2 separate regions of the Triticum aestivum genome follow, and region 2 is linked to region 1. A link is a contact called in public Hi-C data. All regions are on one chromosome and are shown on one strand. The core of a region is the stretch at or near the end of the contact, and the rest is flanking DNA. Distances in the headings are between cores, read along the strand shown.

Region 1 (3,236 bases), core at 93-2,592:
TGTAGCCTGTACATCTATTGTTGTCAACGGTTTACCGAGTGCAGAGGCAAAACCACGCGGGTTGCAACCTGAGTGCTCAGTTGGTTGTTGGGAAGTGGAAATCCAGAGCAATAGGGGCTCTTTGATTTGTAAAATGTAGGAATAGGAAAAACATAGGAATAAGTGGCATGACATCTTCAATGCTATAGGATTAGTAGTCTTTTGATAGTGATAGTGCACCGGAAATATGTTGGATGCTTCACATGAGGTTGGAGTGGATGAAAATTTCCCTATGAAAACTAGCACAAATGAATCCTATGGATTGTAATCCTACGAATCAAACAAGCTACATAGCAAAAAAAACTACGAATTGGAATGCTCCAAAATTTCTTTAGGAATTCTTTGAATCAACGAGGCCTAAACCTCTAGGGAGAGATTTTCCTATGCATATGGAATCCCTCCCACTACCCCAGGTGCCCAAATGGCAACAAGGGGAGGGAAGGAAATCCCTCGCAAGAGCAGGTTCGTGGATCTGCGGCCTTGTCCACCATTCATAAGCAAGAACGCTGGGGTGGAAGAGGGAGGTGACATGAGCTGAGCTGACGGAGGGGAGATTCAGGAAAAGAGGAGGGTGACAACCCCGATCCACTGGCATCGTGGGAGTGCCTTAGAGCATATCAGCGTCGCTGAAGGGGATCACGGGCTACCAAACAAGGCCTGAAGGATGGTAGGGGTTCATCACCCATTTGCCAGGGCAAATTTGTAAGCATAGAGATCACCGAATATTGTGTGAAATAATCCTCCCTTACCAAGTGCTTAGAAATCAACTTGTTGAATTTCCAAATAAGATCCAACACAGTAGGGCGAGTTGTTAGGCGAGAAGAAGGCATCCTGTTATTCTAAGCAAGTTTTACATTCCCCTAAAAAAAAGCAAGTTTTACATTGCATCATGACCGTTAAGCTACAACCAACATGGGCAGTCTGTGCCAGATCGATAGCTGTAGCAGTACCACTAATCTGTTGGTCCTCGAAAAGTTGCTAGTCCGGCGGACCATTAGGTGGTGTTTGGTTCTCTAGTCCTAGGACTTTTTCTAGTCCCTAGGACTTTTTGAAAAAGACTCTTAAGGAGGTGCTTCTAAGGACTTTTAACAAAAAGTTCAAAAAAGTCCCACCCTGTTTGGTTTGCTAGGGACTTTTTCTAGTCCCAGCACAAAAAAGTCCCTGGAACCAAACACCCCCTTAATCTGAATGGGCACCGCTGGCAGCCGCGCCGCAAAAATAGCCGTTGCGCACACAGCGCCGAGATAGATCTATCTCTCTCACAGCACCCAACCACCCAGGTCCAGTCCTCCTCTCCTCCCCTCCCCTCCGTTAAGACTTGCCCCTTTGGCAATCGGCAAACACTTCAAATCCCCCGACCGTTGGACTCGCAACGTTCTTCTCCAACCCACCCCACCAGGCTCCTCCCCCTCGATCCAGCCGATCCCCTTCCCTTCCCTTCTTCTCCCCGCCTCCAATCAAAACCACACATCACACACCACCACATCCGGAGCGAGAGAGAGAGAGAGAGAGAGAACCCTAGCTCGCGCGCTCCTAACCCTAGAATTCTGCCCGTCCATGGCGGCGGAGACCAAACCTTCCTCCGGGACGGAGGCGGCGGCGGCGGCCGTGCAGTTCCAGGTGGATGAGGCGTACGAGTACCGCGCGCCCAAGTACTTCGACTTCGTCCTCGACGAGACGGAGGCCGACATCCGCGCCGCCGAGCGCTGGTTCGAGGCCGGCGCCAGCCACGCGCCCTCGCGTACGCACCCCGCCCCCTCCCCCTCCCCGCGGCTTCTCTCCCGGAAATTTACCCTGACTCGCTCTTCTCTCTCTACTTCTTGCGCGCAGCCTTCGCCCCGAGGATCAAGGAGTCGAGAGCGGAGGTCAAGATCGACGCACTCTGCGACTTCGCGGACGCGGAGGACCCGGCTCCATCTCCAAAGGTAACGAAAATGGAAAGAGATTGCCTCGATTTTCCTCTGATTTGGGTTGGGTTGTTTCTGTTCCCCCTTCTCATCACCCAATCTGTGTTGGTGTTTGCGGCGGTAGAACCAAGCAACGGAGGAGGCAGCAGTCAACGTCACAAATCCGGCAGGGGATATCGATGGGTAAGCGCTGGGGTGATTCTCTTTCTTCTAGAATTTACATATCATTCCTTGTGTTCTGTTTCTGCCAGTTAATTGTGTTCTGTGACACCCCCCAAAATTGCCTATTTGGACCTCGTATCTCTCCTTCTGTCTTTGGCATACTTTTGTCCTCATACCATGTTTGCCTGTCTTTCTTCATTTGATCAGCACGTCTGCTTGTCCTGACACCATGTCAGAGTCGCCGCCAACAGAAGAGAAGGAGGAGTCACCCAAGTCTTTCGAGTTCCCCCTGTCCAAAGATTTGGCTGCAAAATGTGAGTCACTAACTAGTATTTCTTGGAGGAATGCCGGCTGGGAATTGATTCCTCAGTTCTGATATTGACATTGCCGTGGTTTTAGCAGCAGATGTTGGGTCTAGCACGCCCAAGATTCAGAGGCCGCCTCCACCTGCGGAAGTTACCACTGCTGCGACCACTCGTGCCAAGTCAACAGTGAAGGCTGAAGCGTGCACTCCCAAGGTGCAGGGGAGCTCATCCACTCGCTCAAAGACCGTGCAACCGTCTAATCTGAAGCAGTCCTCGCTGGCATTAACGAAGAAGAGTGTGATCAAGTAGGGGAAATATATGCTGACTCGTAGATACTGATACCGTTGTCCAAAGTTTGAGATGGTTTGCTTAACGATGTCCTGGGTTGTTGGTTCTTAGGGGGGCTCGTGATGCGGTGGCCGGAAAGGCAGCTGCTGCTGCAAATGATATTAGGCAAGAAAATCAGGCTGTGAAGAAGCAAAAACTAGATGATGGAAGTACAAGACAGGTATAGCAGGAACTTATATTACTGGCAGAACTTGTCCATGTACTGTGAACTTACAAATCACTGCAATGACCAGATATTGAACGTCAAGTCCCAGGTGCTGCCTCACAAAGGAAGATGTAGTTTAGCAGGAAGCACCGAGGTGGGACAGTCTTCCATGAGGCACCGCCATGATGACGCTCACTCTCTGAAGGTGGGGATATCTTCTTCTGACTCTAAATAAAGCTCATTTTGTTGCGTAGTGGGGAGAGATATGAAACTGCAGGTGTAATGTGATTTTATTATTTTGTGAATTTGTACTTACTGTAATTGTTGCCC
Region 2 (3,573 bases), core at 640-3,139, 610 kb after region 1:
AATCAACGTGGGACCTAGCAACAGTAAAAGCGATGACATGGCATCATTAGCAAAGATTACTGTAGCTTAATTATCCGGGCGTTACACTTTCCCGGTTGGCTACGACGGTCATTTCGTTCATGTCACAACCTCTCCATCGACCAAACTCCATCCTCCTCGGCAGGCGACCCCGATAACTCCGCAAATCGAATCAAACAAGCTCCTCGAGTTTGGTGTGAGTGCTTGAAGAAGACTCTTTGAGAAAGGGTTTCAAAATTGGAAAACTGACTTTAGACTTTTTACCAAATCTATTGATTGTGAACTCTTTGTGCACTAAATTCATGTGTTGATGATGATGAACTCTTTGCTAAACCCCCGCTTTAGCAAAGAATTCGATATCTTTTTTCGAGGAATCGAGAGGATCACTGCCTTTCATTTCGCGGGTAAATACATATTTACAAGAGGTGGACTCGTTTTGAGAAAAATCGCTCCAAAAACCCGCTAAAAAAACAAGCCACCTAGCGAATCCCCTTTGGTGGTTGGTAGTTACCCAAAGCCATTCCCCTCTGCTTGATGTCCTCAAGGGCCAGCCTTGCAACCTCGATGTAGGTCATACGAGTTCTTTTGAAGATGGGCCTATTCCTCTCCTTCCAAATTTTCTGTACCACTGCGCCGACACTTCTCCTCGCGTGAGAACCAAGAAATCATGCCACTGCACCATTCCACATTGACAGGAGCATGCCGCATGACGAGAACAACTCTCCATGCAGTTTCTGACCACCAAGGAGAAAGGGCAATCCTTGCACAGGTGGGTCGCCATTTCCGAGGAGTTTAGGCAAAGATGGCATCTAGTATCATTTTGAATTGTTTTACTTTATTTTTTTTAATATTCACGTGGGTGCATTTGAGTTAGAGTGTAGAAACTCGATGTCGCTCTTGATTGGGCTCCCTATTGCACGCCATTGCATTTCTTTCATGTTGTTCTCGTTCGGTTGCCTACCACATGGCCGTTGTAGCGTATTTTTTATTTGTAAAAGATAGCTTGGTTGTATGATAGATTTAAAAAATATATAGATTGAAAATTTTCATGTATTTTAAAAGATGTCCATGAATTTTTAAAATGTTCATGAACTAAAAAAATATTCACAAAATTATAAAAATGTTCATGGGCTTATAAATTGTCAAAAAATAAAAACTATCCATGGATTTGGAAAATATTCACAAATCTGAAAACTGTTCACGAATTTTAAAAACATTCACTAATTTTGAAAGTTTTTTAAATATATTTGGAAGTGTTTAAAAAATTTAAAACTAAAACCAAAGAAAAATGAAAAAGGGAAGATAAAAATAATAAAAAAGAAAACCGGCAAAACTGTTGAGAAACATCGGAAAAAAAGAGAAAAAAAGGGCGAAGAACCTGCTAGAACGTTTTCGAAACAGTTTGTCTAATTCACATCTAGATGTTTTCTAGAAATGTCACATCTGAACTCCCACAACTAACATAGCAACAAGAAACAGAAAAAAAGTTGGGACAAAAAAAATTAGACCACAAACATAGTGGACATCAGGTTATATGCGACATAATTATGTCACATCTAGATGTGTTATAGACAGACCCTTCTCGAAAACCTGCTCTGGGGGTTACAGGGGTCAGGCCCAGTACTGTCCAGGATGTGCGTTTTGTACCATTTACACATTATATTATTCCTCGCCTTAAGCTCTAAATAGGATTTTCGCTGTTTAAAACCCTCCGGGCTCGCCATTCAGGCTTTTCCACGGTGTCGCGGCCGCCACGGAAGGACCGCCCGGCCCAGAGCAGACTCACCCTGCATCCATCTATCTCCCCTAAAACCCTAAAAACACGAGAAGCCCTACTCTGCCTCTCCTCCCCCGAATTGCCGCCTCTCCTCCACCGGAGAGAGAAGCCAAGGAAGGATGCCGCGGATCACTTCGGTGGAGAGCCCCGGCTGCCCGCCGCTCCGCGCCATCACCACCGACATCCTCGGCCTCATCAAAGGTACTGCCGCCTTGCCCGAATTCGCCGCCTCCCCTCCGCCGCCACCTGCTGCTCACTGTTCCTTCTCCGTTTTAATCCCGGCGCAGTCGTCGAGGCCCGCACTAGACCGGCGGGCGTCGCCAAGGTCGTCGAGACGTGGGGCGAACCCGACGCCTCCAGGGCCATCCTCGTCGCTTCACTCGCCGACCGAGCCGTCGACCCCGTCAGTCCCCCTCTACCAGCTCAGCTCAGCTCTCTCTCATGAGCTCTTGGTCCATCACGGTTGCTCATTCCTATAATCGCGATTGTCTATTGTGTTGCGTTTTGCAGGTTTTGGCTGTGGCAAGGAAGAACGGTGTGGTGAGTGACTGCTGCTTCTCAGAGTTGGGACGCTTACCTTGTGTGTCTTTCAGTTGGTTGTTAATTCCAAAGGTTTTTGTGTAGGTTGAGTTGCTGAATCCCCTGAATGGTGATGCTCTGGCCGCTTTCAAGTTCTCTAGGACAGACCAAACTGTCGGAGCTGTGGAAAATGATCCCCTAGTCGCCCTGCACCTCTTCAGAAAACATGCACCAGACTTAACCACGTAATTTTCACATGCTGATAATTTTCCCCGTAATAGATATCTTACAACACGTCTACACCTGTATTAAGTTCCATATCATTGAAAAGTTCATTGCTCTTCTGCATTTTGGTGATATTGGCCAAATTGTATTTACATTTAGTTGCTCGTTGCAGGTTAGGTACATTTCTTGCTTGTACGGAGAAGGGCAAAGCAAGTGTGAGATCTGTTGCAAAAGAAAACACGGCATCTGACTCGGATGTTGGGCCATCAAGCACTTGGGACGTGTGTAACAAGGGTACATTGCAGTTTTCATCTGTGGATGCTGGTGAAAACTATGCAATGTTCGGAGGGTGAGTTGACTATAACCTCTAGCATGCGATTGCCTAATACTGTGGCTGCATTCCTTTTATTTACCAGCTTTTCTGTATGAGATGTGAAAATCATTTAGGAAATTTGTGGCGTTTTAACAGTTATTTCATTCATTTTAGGAATGGTATGGAAGTAAACTTGTGGGATATCACATCTTGTAGTAAGATGTGGTCTGCTAAATCTGTAAGTACCAATCTGTTTTTTTTTTCTTATTAGCTGATATATTAGCAAACTATTGTCCATGTTAACTTTATTTTGATCTCACAGCCCCGAGCTAACAACGTTGGTATATTTACCAAACCTTGGTTCACTGCTGGAACTTTCCTGTGCAAGGATGATCACCGTAAAATTGTAGCCGGCACAAATAATCATCAGGTACCATATCTCATCACTGTTATGCTAACAGAACTCCAAATTTAATCTTTTATGGATAAAATTTGCTCAATGTTTGTGTTAGAATTCAACAAATTTAACCAGTTCAGCTCTCTGGCTGCAACGCTGCTGTTGATGGGGTTTTGTTATGATGTGTCTGTTACATCTGTGTAGTCCCCTCATAGATTGTAAATAATGAAACCATTTCATTTGCTTAATTGACGTGTTTCTACTTCCTTTTATGCTAGGCAGTGACTAGCTGTGGATGTTTGCTACGATCATTTGCATCTGTAA

Evidence for each region. Hi-C and Micro-C count contacts between places; a contact is called where the count stands out from the background.
Region 2: a Hi-C map of leaf shows a contact between it and region 1, with 4 times the contacts expected there. The contact joins the promoter of LOC123052587 here to the promoter of LOC123052583 in region 1. A contact is called at or near these places in 2 of 5 Hi-C or Micro-C datasets (both in leaf).

What each region holds. Positions count from the first base shown.
Region 1 is chr2D:207,149,591-207,152,826 of IWGSC CS RefSeq v2.1, forward strand. It overlaps LOC123052583 (protein TPX2), which reads left to right and starts at 1,343. Exons shown (of 20, transcript XM_044475834.1): 1 at 1,343-1,780; 2 at 1,870-1,964; 3 at 2,071-2,129; 4 at 2,316-2,422; 5 at 2,511-2,718; 6 at 2,813-2,921; 7 at 2,995-3,111. The coding sequence starts at 1,597.
Region 2 is chr2D:207,755,553-207,759,125 of IWGSC CS RefSeq v2.1, forward strand. It overlaps LOC123052587 (WD repeat-containing protein 74), which reads left to right and starts at 1,890. Exons shown (of 12, transcript XM_044475839.1): 1 at 1,890-1,996; 2 at 2,083-2,198; 3 at 2,306-2,335; 4 at 2,420-2,559; 5 at 2,712-2,888; 6 at 3,027-3,090; 7 at 3,175-3,282. The coding sequence starts at 1,915.